2 separate regions of the Ovis aries genome follow, and region 2 is linked to region 1. A link is a contact called in public Hi-C data. All regions are on one chromosome and are shown on one strand. The core of a region is the stretch at or near the end of the contact, and the rest is flanking DNA. Distances in the headings are between cores, read along the strand shown. Region 1 holds the start of LOC101111733 (eukaryotic translation initiation factor 2 subunit 2). Region 2 overlaps LOC132658655 (a long non-coding RNA gene).

Region 1 (6,203 bases), core at 2,284-4,783:
GTCCTCTATGAACCAAAGAAGGCTGGGCCCCCGAGAGGTGGGGGGCCCAGGGGCAGGCGGCGCCGGAGGACTGGAGCCAGTGCACCCCGCCAGCCTCCCAGACTCCTCCCTGGCCGCCAGCGCCCCGCTGTGCTGCACCCTCTGCCATGAGCGGCTGGAGGACACCCACTTTGTGCAGTGCCCTTCTGTTCCTTCGCACAAGTTCTGCTTCCCCTGCTCCAGACAAAGCATCAAACAGCAGGGAGCTAGTGGAGAGGTCTATTGTCCCAGTGGGGAAAAATGCCCTCTTGTGGGCTCCAATGTCCCCTGGGCCTTCATGCAAGGGGAGATTGCAACCATCCTTGCTGGAGATGTGAAAGTGAAAAAGGAGAGAGACTCGTGACTTTCCGGTTTCAGAAAAACCCAATGATTAATCTTAACTAAAACTGCTTGAATTGTATATATATCTCCACATATATATATATCCAAGACAAGGGAAATGTAGACTTCATAAACATGGCTGTATAATTTTGATTTTTTTGAATACATGTGTTTCTATTTTTTTTTTTGACGACAAAAGGTATGTACTTATAAAAGCATTTTCTTCTTTTGTTAATGTTATTAGCATATCTCTGTGCTTTATTATCCTGGTGACAGTTACCGTTCAATGTAGGCTGTGACTTGCGCTGCTTTTTTAGAGCACTTGGCAAAGCAGAAACGCTTCTAGCTGTATTTGTATGCACTTATTTTAAAAAGAAAAAAAAAAGCCAAATACATTTTCTGACATTGTAAGATTGCCTTACTGTCTGTTGTTATTTACTGCTGGCCCGTTTCTCAGGCTGGAGGCCAATTGGTGGAGAAGGAAAGGAAATGAGGAAAGGGGCAGTGTTGTGAAGTGGGCATGCCACTGAGAAATGTCACCAAGTTCCCCCCAAACATTGCCCTTTCAGAGTAACAGGAAATCGATTGTGAATCTTTCTCGATTTTGTTCTTAAAGTTCAGTTGTTAGGTTATTGATGACTGCCTGAGAGTTGCTGCTGAGAGATTTTCAGGACTGTGGGGGGGGGTTTATTTGGGGGGGGGTGATTTTTTTTTTTTTTTTAAGGCAGAGTTGACCACTGTTCACTGCCCATGTGATCAGTTGTAAGATGACAATGCTGCATGCTAGTTGGTTACGTAATACACAATCCAGTGACTCAAGACAGTGATAACGGTTGTCGGTGGGGACAAGATGGCACTGCCATCTTTGCATGGAGCCTGCCTCTGCAGCGCCACTTTGAAACCCCCTGGAGCTCTGTCTGTCGTTGCTGTGGTCGTTTCCTTTGAAAAGAATTGAAAAGAAGTTACAGTCCAGGTGAACTGGAGATTGTGGGATTGGTTTCGTTTCCGTTTTGTGTTTTGTCGTCTTATCATTTACCTGTAGCGCTATTGCTGTCGGTGTGATCACCTGCACCCTGTTCCTAGTGAGTGCTAAATACAGTATGGTACAATGACAGTATCAGCGTAGGGTGCTGCCAGGACTGCCCGTGGGCATATCGGTGACAGCCCAGATGGGGGTGGAGGAAACCTGTAATTTCTTTCTCACATGTGTTTGAAATACCAAGTGAATAATACTGTTCTTCTGGACAAAAAATGATAAACTAGCGAAAATTAAAGAGTTTTACATGATAGACAGGCCCCACCTCTCAAACTATTTTTAGAAGCCTTTTGTAAACTAATTTCTTTCGATCACTATTTTGCATCAGTAAAATGATTTTTTTTAAACCAATAAATCATCAGTTATTAGAAATAGTTGTCTCACAGTGATACTGGTTTTTCTTTTGTGCTGTTATGATTTAACATTGACAGGAACACTACTTTAAATCCTTTTATGTTCAGGTGTTTGTAACTTGGCCCTATCATTAGGCTGAATCATGGCTTCGAGGTCTACAACTTCTGTGTATGGTTCACAACCCAGCTTTTAATTTGAAAATACAGATTGTTACCCACTTTGGATTAACTTTTTCAGTTGTGTTTTTGTCTTTCTTTTTTTAAATTGCTCAAATATTTTTTAATGGTCGAGTTATTAACACTTGAAAATCAGATACTGCACCAAATACAGTATTTTTTTCATGGTGTTTTTTTTTTTTTTTTTTTTTTTTTTTTGAAAGAATCACTGTTATAATAACTTTAATTTATCTTGCATTTTACAGAAGTCTATGAACGATTTTAAAAAAGCACCGCCTTACCCCATCATGTTTCTCTGACAGTTGTTAAAGTAGGCAATGAGTATGTCAACAGCTTCAGCAACGGCATCTTGCAAGAATTTCAGACCAACCAGCCACACGCCAAAGAACTTGGCAGCTTTTCTATCTTGTTTTTAATACAGTGGTTTATCCACTCTGATGGTAAACCTGTCCAGCCAAATCTCCACAACACTCTTTGCAAAATCAGTGGTGATTAGCAAATTAGTTAGCTTTGGCACGGAGCTGTGCTCGCTTGCCCGTGACAGCCTGGAAGCCAGTTTTGATGCTGGCAACAGAGCATCGAGAATGACAAGTTTCGCACTGTAAGAAATAGAGTCGGGTGTCCTTTTGCAGGATTGTGTCTGGTGATCGGCACGTGTGACAGGTGACGTATTCCTTGATATATCTTCTCAAAACATTTTCTATCTGTTTCTGTTGGAATCTTCCTTTAATTACAAGTTGATTATTACCATCTATAGAACCACTTGTACCCAATTCAGCCAATAAAAATGCAAGGAGATGTTTAGGCTGACGATGTAATAGTTTACAGATATCTGTAAAGTTGACAAAAGAAGTTTTCTTGGTTCCTACTCGGACGACCTGTGGTGGTTTCATGACAAATTTCCTTTTCTCTCCAGCTACCATATCTGGATTCTTTTCCCTCATGATGTTGAACACTCGATTCAGTAGCTCTTCATATGTGTAGTCTCTTTCTGAGCCTGCCCAAGCAGGGCCTGTCTGGTTACTGAATGAGATACCATCATCTTTTTTGCTGTCTTCATCTTCTAAAGCTTCATCTTTCTCTAGTATTTCATCCTCATCAGGGAACTTGACAACCTTCTTTTTCTTCTTTTTATTGCCAAGCATAATGTCAAGATCTTCCTCTGGTTCAGCTGGTTCCTGAACATCACTTTCAATCTTAAGGTCCTTTATACCTTCTTCAGCTTCATCAATATCAAATATCTTTTTTGATTTTTTCTTCTTTTTCTTCTGATTAAAGAAATTCAAATCATCTAGATCATCAGAAGCATCTTTTTTCCTACTGTCTTCTTCATCAGCTTCTACATCTTTGTCCTCAGTTGGCTCTGGCTCCACTTCTTTTGTTTCTGAGGGCTGGGTTTCTTCTGTCTGGGCATCCCCTTCCTCATCTAACATAAAAGGCTTCTTCTTCTTCTTTTTCTTCTTGCTCATAGTAGGATCAAAAATCATCTCGTCCCCGGACATGGCTGCGGCTCGAGTGGGCTCGGCACGGACGGAAAGTCTGACGGGTCAGCCCCAGGCCCCGGCTTCAGCGCTGCTCCTGCCGACACTTCTCCCACCACCGCACTCTCATGGTGTTTTTAATAAGTGCACCTATTATTAATGCTGTGCAAATTCATGTTACCGGTCATTGTTATATTACAAACAGACTTGCATGATTAACCAGTTTGTTGTTACACTTTTTTTAAAAAATTGGAATATCTATGACTCAGATCTGACTGGTTTCTCTTATGTAAATGCACACATGCAGAAACACAGTCGCTTTTACATGCCCATAAAGACATTTGTAAAGAATTCAGTTTATTATGGTCTGTTGTATAAATGTGTATCTAGGCACTTTACTATAAACTGGAGTTTGACCTCATAGACGTTACAAGTTGATCAGTCATTTGACCTAATTTGTGGTAGCTATCTGTATGTTTTTCGATCTTTATACAGATAAGCTTTCCAAAAGATTAATAAAGAACCATCCTGCTGTTTTGAATAAGTCTCTCCAGCTGTGGAAAAGACAACCTATGGTTTCTCTGCGCTGGTGTTCAAGAGGGAGAATTTAAACAGCTTTAAAGGGCTGCATGTTGAGTTTACTCCTATTAAAAAATAAGAGTCTGACTGGCCCTTGGGTGGCCTTATAGAAGGCTTGCAGCTGGGAAAGTGTTGGTCTGGGTTATTTCTCTGGCATTCTCTGAAGTTAAAAAGTTAGCACTGGGACATGGGTTTGATTCTTTGTTGTACTGATGACAGTGCAGAGATTCTCCACAGCTGGATAAAGATGTCAGAAAGCTACTTACTGTACGTGGGCAGTATCAGATTTCAAATCCTAATATTTCAGCTGTGCTTTTAATACTCAAAATATTAGGGGATGGGGTGTTGAAGCTTTCCCCTTTTTTGCTTTAACAATTTATAGAATTTAACATGTACTGTCTTTCATGTGGCCTCACATTAAAAGTTATAAGAACGTACACATGGTTTACAACTTTATTACTAGATACCTTTCCTTGGCCACCAAGTATTTTAAAAGTGTGCCACCTTTTAACCTTTACTTTTTTTTTAAGTTGAAGGTGATACTTTTTCTATATATGATGAAACTCATGTCAACTAAAGTGAGTGTAATCTCAGATATCAACATTATTTTAAAATCACGCTATGGAAATATCACCTGCATTCTGTCATTTGTCAGATTTACAGTACTTTTTTTTTTCTTTAACTTTTAGCATTAAATAAAAATAAAATTGGGAGCACTGAACATTTTCTGAGGCCTTTTTTAATTGTTTAAAGTAAGCTTAGAGTGGCTCTTGTTTTAATCACCAGTGGCAACGTGACCAGAGGATGTGTGGGTTTGGCGTTGGGGTTTGACTGAACCAGCAGGAGAAAGGGAGGAGATAAAAGACATGGAACAAAAAGGCAACTGATGGAAGGCGGAAGAAAGCGCTAGGGACTGGGGAAAGGGCAACTGGATAGGGGAAGCAGATAAAGAGAAGAGCTGAACAAAGTACAGCCAGAGAAGCACTTGTTTACTTTGCAGCTTGCAGTTCAGCCAGCCATTCTTCAGTAGTAGATTGGGAAGAGAAGATAGTGATGACATTGAAGAGATTGTCAAGACATGGAGTTGCTCGCTGGGAAGCAGTGGAAGAAAACAGCGATGTTGGGCCAGAGAAACTTCACTGCAGACGAAAGAAAAAAGCCTACCTTTTGGAAAGCTTTAGAATAAAGTCTCGAGCCCAAGCCATGTGTGAGCTTTGTTGATGCTCTGAAACCTAAATTTATAAATGGAGATAAAAGGTGGAAAGCACCGAGATAAAGATATTTTTAACAAACTCCTGTCTACTATCACATAGTAAGAAATTTCCTAGATGTTTGCAGCTTTTACTCTTCTTATTGATTAATGGCTTGGCAGACTTCTCTACAAAGGGAACTTGTGAAACTTACTACAGTGTTTAAGATCAGGTACACGTAGACTTACTATATGTTTTAAATTAAACAGCAACAGTTAATGCATAGTTAGAGGTGGCCCAGTAACTTCGGGAGTCCATGACTATATATGCATTTTAATGAATTTTTAATTAGCCTATTTAAGGGCATTTTTAAGAAACAGTATCCTTAATAAGTTATTTCTAGATTATAATACACAATGTGATATTCCATTTAATAAGCTTAAAAGAACTGCTAAACTATGAAGTCTTCTTAAAGGTGCTAAATTTTATTTTCAGTGAAACTGAAAATAGTGCCGCTTGCAGAAGTCATTTTTATAATCTGAAAAGCGCCTCCCAAAGTAAACGGTGATGATTGCATTGTTTCCAGTGTTTTTAAAAAAAACACCAATCTGACCCCTTGATGTGGCAGATATCTTTGTTTATTCCCCAAAGCTGGGAAAAAATTGAAGGGAAAACATGGAGCTCCTTTTAATTCCTAGGCTTTTTAAGTCCCCCCATTACTCAAAGTTGTTTTACATATGATTTATAGATGGTTTTATTTGGTTAGCGAAGAGTAGAATGTTTCTCTTCCTGATTCCAAAGTGTATACGTGGAATCATTCAGAAAAATGTTCAGTCGTGTGTAGCCACTGGAAGTACTGAGTCACCCTTATTTGCTTGCCTTTTCTTCCTAGGGAACAGTGAGAGGACACGCCTTTCCTCTGTCACAGACCAAGGGCAGAGGCACCAATGAATGGAATACAGATTTACCTACTTCATCATCTGGGGTTCTAGCAATGGGGGTGGGGGGGTGGTGAGGTGGGAGTGGG
Region 2 (6,203 bases), core at 2,274-4,773, 250 kb before region 1:
TCCCATCTGTACCCTACTTAGCCTGTCCCTTTCAGGGGCCCCCATGTCCCACATCACAAGCCCCTATGCTGTGGGGTATCTTGTCAGGTCCCTGAGCAATGCTGATGCCCCTCCCTTCATACCAGAGCTATCAAGTCTGGGAGAGAAGAGGATGGGGGACAGTCTGCTGGTCCAGCCTCCTCTATTTCTCAGCAGGGCGACATCTGTTCTCCTGGCCTCCTTTTGTTTTGAACCAACGAGATCCTCTTAGAATACTTGCCATGCCATGTGTCTCAATCCTTTCAGGCTGTAATTGCTAACAAATTATAGTAGACTGTGTGCCTTAAACAACAGAAATTTATATCTCACAGTTCTGAAGGTTGGGAAATCCCAGATCAAGATGCCAGCAGATTCAGTGTCTAATGAAGACCCATGTGCAGGTTCGTAGATGACTGTCTTCTTGCTGTTTTCTCTTACGGCAGAGAGAGGAGCGAATTCCTGTGTCTCTTATTAGGGCACTAATCTCATTGATCAGGGCACCATCATCACGACCTAATCACCTCCCAAAGGCTCCACCTCCAAATAACATCACATCGGGGGTTAGGGTTTCAACATGTGAACTTTTGGGAGGATGCATACATGCAGTCCATAACATCATGAGGCAGGTGGAGGGGTGTGGAGTGAAGGCACTTCATCAGAGAGTGAGGGCAGTTCAGGGCACAGATGGCTAGCAGATCACCAAGGATTGCCTCCAAGAGAGGCCATTCGTCTCTGAAGCTTAAGAGGGCAGCTGAGAATACTAGTTCAGTTAAAGGACAGCTAAATACAATCCCCAAGGGATGCTTTACCTGTTCCATTGCCTGTTTTCTTAAGATTAAAATTTTTTAAAAAAAATTTTTATTTTTTTTGGCTGCACTGGATCTTTGTTGCTGCACTGGGTCTTCATTGTGCTTGGGCTTTCTCTAGCTGTGGTGAGAGGGGATACGCTCTAGTTGAGGCTTCTCAATGCAGCAGCTTCTCTTGTTGCAGAGCATGGGCTCTGGGATGCATGGACTCAGTAGTTGCAGAGTGTGGGCTTAATTGCCTTGCAGCATGAGGAATCTGGACCAGGGATAACAACCTATGTTCCCTGCATTGGCAGGTCAGATTCTTCACCATTGAACCACCAGGGAAGTCCCCCATTGCCTGTTATGAGAGCTGGTCTAATGCTGGCCTAGCCTTGCATATGAGTGGATCTGTCCTTGGGATACCTAGTGTGTAATCGTTGATGTGTTCTGTGATGATCTTTGGGTCAGAGGATTCCAGAAGTCTGATCTGGTAACTGGACTAGTCTAGGTGTTCATCTGTGCATTTCTTCCCATGTTCAAAAGACATTTATTAAATAATTGCTATGTGCTCTTGGGAAACAATATAAAAACAAGCATTGGTTGCAGCCTTTGTGTAACTCATAGTCTTAAAGAGACTAGAGGCAAGGAAACAGGTGTATTGGCTAGCCCTTGCTGTGTTAACAAATAACTGCAAAAACCTCAGCAGCACACAATCATACGTGTTTATATTCATGGATTTGAGGGTCAGTTGGGGTGGCTCAGGTTCAGTCTATAGGTCTGTCGGTGCTGACGGGGCTCAGTCCTTGCCATAATTGTTCATTGGGGGTCCCAGGCTAAGCGACAGCAATGATCTGGCAGTAGACTCTTCTGATGATGATGGGAGTACAAAGGGGCAAGTGGAAACATGCAAGACTCCCAAGGCCCAGGCTCAGGGCTGCTGTTTGGTCTTTCTGTCCACACACTTATGGCCAATGCAAGTCACATGGCCAAACCTAAAGCCAAGGGATGGCAAAGAGCACCCTTCCATGGCTGGGCTATGGGCACAGGAAGGCAAGAACAGGGCTGATAATGTGATCTACTACCACACGGGCATGACCACGGGAGCAGACCACCGTGAGGCCTGGGAGTGGTGGTGGTAGTGGTGGGGGCACTAGGGCAGGCCAGCAGCAGGTCACAGGTCAGAGTAGGCATTAACTATGTTAGTTTTTTGGGCTGGGGAAAGCAAGATCTCCCTGAAAGGTCTGTATGGGTGCAGGTTCCCGGCTTTGGGACCTCTGGGTGCCTATGGCCATGTGATTTCCAGCATCCAGAAGGTGCCCGGGGACCTGTGTGACTGTATTCTTCAGGGCCTTGACATGTTGCATGGAGGGGAGCCCTGGATTGTCCTGCTCTTGCTCAGGGAAGGGAAGGCTCTTCTCCCTGGCCTTTCTCTTCACAGTGGGCTCTGGACAGCCAAGACTATTTTCAAAACACTGCTAAGGCCTCATTCGCCTTTTTCACTCTCACTTTCTTATGAGTGTACAGAGGAGTTTCCCACTGGCTTCATGATGGGGCAACAGATGAGTTCAGAAGGAGAAATGAGAGTTGAACCTGGGTGTCCTGCCTTGAAGGCAGATGCTTTACCATCTGAGCCACTAGGGAAGCTCTAATATAAATAACACAATTATATGATAAATAATAATTATATTATAAATAATAAATTTGTAATAAGAGAAACATTAATTCAAAGTCTATGAAACATAGAGGAAGAATTTACCCTGAAAGTGAGGAAAGAGGAAGAGAAGACAGTGGTATTTAGAAGAAATAGCTTCCCTGGGGTGTGGCCTTGAACCCCCATCTGAAAAGTCTGGAGGTGGGTTTTTACAGCTGGTCCAGTGGTTGGCCATACAGGGGCCTCACCTCCACCAGCCTTGGTTTAGGCAGGCTTCAAAATGAGAGTGCTTTTTCCACCCTTGCTTATCCAGCCCAAGCCCTGGGGCACAAGCGTGCGTGACGGGGCTTGACTTTCCCGGACAGAATTCTGGTGGCTGCTTCTGAAAAGCAAAACACAAAGGAAATAACCCCTCTGTCCTGGACGGAGCAGACCTGCCGCCTCTCCCTTTGTGGCTGCTCCCTGCTGTCTGCTTCTGAGTGACTGCTTCTTTGGCTGATGTAGTGAAACCAAGAGACGTCTTTGACCTCGGGGTATTTATAGCCAGGAAGTAGGAAAGTATCACGAGTAAAACCAGAGAGGGGAAACCATACAAGGTCCCCTGGGAAACGGTTCGAGTTTGTGTAAGCGTGTGTATGTGTGTGTGAGAACGATTTAGTCAAAGTCTTGATTAGAAGGAAGCCTGCGTGGCTAGGTCAAGTGAAAGATCAGCATCTTTTGCCTGTTCTGAACTTAGTCTCCCTATCTGTGAAATGGGACGAGTGCTTGTTCTGTGAGGCCCCTCTTGGGCACATGAGGGGGTGGAAGTGACATAATTACAAACTGCTGTCAACATGAAGTGTTCTAGAGGGCTTCCAACCCAATAAGAGAAACCACAGAATTGCTGGCTGAGAGGGAAAAATATGTTTAAACATCAACAGTTCAACTATCTGTGGCATCCCAAGCCTTCCTTCAAGTTTCTCTTGTCATGATGTAGTAACAGCTGAGAACAGTCAGCCCTGGGGATGAGGAGCTTCAGTCTGTTCGGCACAGAATGTCCTTGGCTCCCGGGCGGTTCTCAAACGGAAGCAGCTCTGAGACCTGGGAGGCCCAGCTGGGGGCAGCTCTGGGTGAGCGGCGGGCCATGCTGGTACTGGCAGAGCTGAGCCTTCGGATGGAGCTGGATGAGCAAGGAATTGAGGAGAGGAAGGAACCGGTCTCCAAGGGCCACAGAACAGCACTGTGCCCCTGCTCTTAGGAGGCTGGTGAGTACGTCTGGGCCTGACACCCTCTGATCCCCCTTGAAACCGTGTCCCCTCTTGCAGAAGTGCAATGGGGGTGACATCTGCATCAGATGATGAATCATTGCAGAGGTTCCCAGGTAGTGCTGTTGGTAAAGAATCTGCCTGACAATGCAGGAGACACCAAAGATGCAGTTTCGATCCCTGGGTCAGGAAGATCCCCTGTGATAGGAAACGGCAACCCATCCCAGTATTCTTGTCTAGAAAATTCCATGAGCAGTGGAACCTGGCAGGTTACAGTCCACTGGGTTGCAAAGAGTCAGACGCGACTGAGCATGCAAGGTCAAGGCAATCCAGCTTGGCTGTAGACGTAGTACTTGGCGTGGAGGGATGGTGACCGTATACCTTTTTGCACAGCTGGGGTGCTATTTTGAAAATAAAAGGAGGTGCTGTTAATGATTACTCTGGGTAACGAGAATAAACTGAAATGGCCTGGGTACAGGGAGCATGTGGTCACTCACCTAGAGGTCATGAGAGACACACAGCTTATCCCATGTGCTTTCCCATGGAAAGGCAGCCAGCTACTCCCCAAGGGTTAGAGAAAGAGTTCCAGTGATTCCTCCTGTGAAGGGCTTGGCCAGTTCTTGTCTTGGGTTTTCCCAGGACAACAGAAGGGTGAATGGGAGGTCTGGTTTAGAGACCCAAGCTGGAGTCCCCACAATCCCTCCCGTTTTCCCAGAGTTTCATATTTTTCAGAAACATTCACAAGATCTACCATTTGATGGGAAAATCTCACCCAACAGAGCAAGAGTGGATATGGCGGCTTGTCATTGGAGGGGTGAGGAACTAGAGGAGCATTTGAGCCCAAAGCCATCAGCCTGCGAGGAGTGAATTCATCTCCCAGTACCTGCCCGAGGGTGGTTCTCTCCACTAAGCTGCCCATCAGGACAATGGCTAAAGTCTGAATGTCTTATAATGCATTTCTACCCAACTGGTAACCTTTTTATAAAAATTACTACTTACTCATGTTTTGGCTGCACGGGATCATTGTTGCTTGCAGGCTTTCTCTAGTTGCAGAGAGAGGGGACGACTCTCTAGTTGTGCTTGGGCTTCTCATTGCGGTGGCTTTTCTTGTTGCAGAGCACGAGCTCTACAGGGCGGGCTTCAGTAGTTGCGGTGCATGGGCTTAGTTTCCCCTCGGCATGTGGAATCTTCCTGGAGCAGGGATCGAACCCATGTCCTCTACATTGACAGGCAGATTCTTAACCATTGGGCCACCAGGGAAGTCCTCGGCTGGTAACCTTTGAGAGAGTGCACAAAATCAGAAAGGACAAACCCCTGCTGTGCATGGAGCAGAGAAGCCCTTTGAGATGGAGAGGGGAGGCTAGGAGCCTGTCCAGGCTGTGCGACCAGGCCTCCACCCAGGTCTTTTGGTGTCCCTGTGGTTTTACAATGGCAGCCGAGCCCAGAACCTGTCAGTTAGAGGCCAGGAGGGCAGCTGGATGCAGAATGCATCACCCTATCCTCCACAGGAGAGGAACTTACAACCCCTGTGATTTCAGGGAACAGCAGGAAGTCAGAGCTGAAAGTGGCCTTGAGACCCACCTCCTCCAGCTTTTTAATCTAAAAGGTGAGGAAGCTGGGGGACTTCCTCCTGGTCCAGTAGTTAGGAATCTGCCTTGCAATGCAGGAGACTTAGGTTCTATTGCTGTTCAGGGAACTAAGATCCCACATGCTGAGCAGCAACTAAGTATGTACATTGTAAGTAGAGAGTTAGTGTGCTGCAACAAAAGATCCTGGGTGCTGCACATAAGGCCTGATGCAGCCAAATAAATAAGTAAATATTTTTAAAAGGTGAGGAATCTGATGTGTAGAGGTGGAGGAGGAGGCCAAACATGTTTATTTCATGCCAAGCATCTCACTTGCACGAATCTCAATTCCTTTGCAAAACCTTCTGAGATAGGAAATCTCATCTGAGATGAACTCTGTTGCCCCAACTAGTTAAGTGGGGAGGCAGGATTTGAACTCAGGCCTCTGCCTACTCCAAACCCACGCTCTTTGTACCCAAGGCCCTGCCTTCCCCTGAGGCGCTCTGTCTGGAATTGGTCAGGCCAAGCTGAAGGGACACTGACCCCGGTCTAGATCTTTTTTAGGTCAACCTTTATTGTAAATATTTTCCCTTTGATTTTGCAACCCTCAGCAATTACTTACCAGGGCTGCGTGGTGAAGATAAGCTTATGAGAGAGGAACCTCCTGCCTCACTCGAGTGAACCACAGTGGTTTCAGGAAGACTCTCAGGTCGTTCAGGGCAATTAACCCCAGCAGTGAACACCAAGTCCATTCTGGAGATATGACCAGGGTTCATTGTTTTGTGATCTCAGAAAAACTGGGTGAGTCAGAGGCAAATCAGGCCTGAGATGAGGTGGTAGGATGTTTTGGCAGGGCCTGAGAGCCCACCCCACTCCAGCAGAGGCCCCTCCTGGCCCTGGGGAGGTGCACAGTTGTGGGACTGCACTGACGGGCCAA

What was found. Hi-C and Micro-C count contacts between places; a contact is called where the count stands out from the background.
Region 2: a contact with region 1 is called in a Hi-C map of liver, with 2.3 times the contacts expected there. The contact joins the enhancer-like site here to the promoter of LOC101111733 in region 1. A contact is called at or near these places in 3 of 16 Hi-C or Micro-C datasets (liver, mixed tissues and skin fibroblasts).

What each region holds. Positions count from the first base shown.
Region 1 is chr25:6,777,097-6,783,299 of ARS-UI_Ramb_v3.0, reverse strand. It overlaps LOC101111733 (eukaryotic translation initiation factor 2 subunit 2), which reads right to left and starts at 3,533. Exons shown (of 1, transcript XM_015096963.3): 1 at 2,132-3,533. The coding sequence starts at 3,428. The coding sequence ends at 2,427. IRF2BP2 (interferon regulatory factor 2 binding protein 2) reads left to right here. Exons shown (of 2, transcript XM_027962392.3): 2 at 1-4,707. The coding sequence ends at 382.
Region 2 is chr25:7,025,266-7,031,468 of ARS-UI_Ramb_v3.0, reverse strand. The region is part of intron 1 of LOC132658655 (a long non-coding RNA gene); the gene reads left to right. Among named protein-coding and RNA genes, the nearest start is that of TRNAR-CCU, 190 kb to the left of the region's middle. Within about 2 kb of position 3,523, at least 13 of the 54 cell types and tissues checked have an H3K27ac peak or open chromatin away from gene starts, as enhancers often do. A contact at or near this core is called in liver, where this site is marked.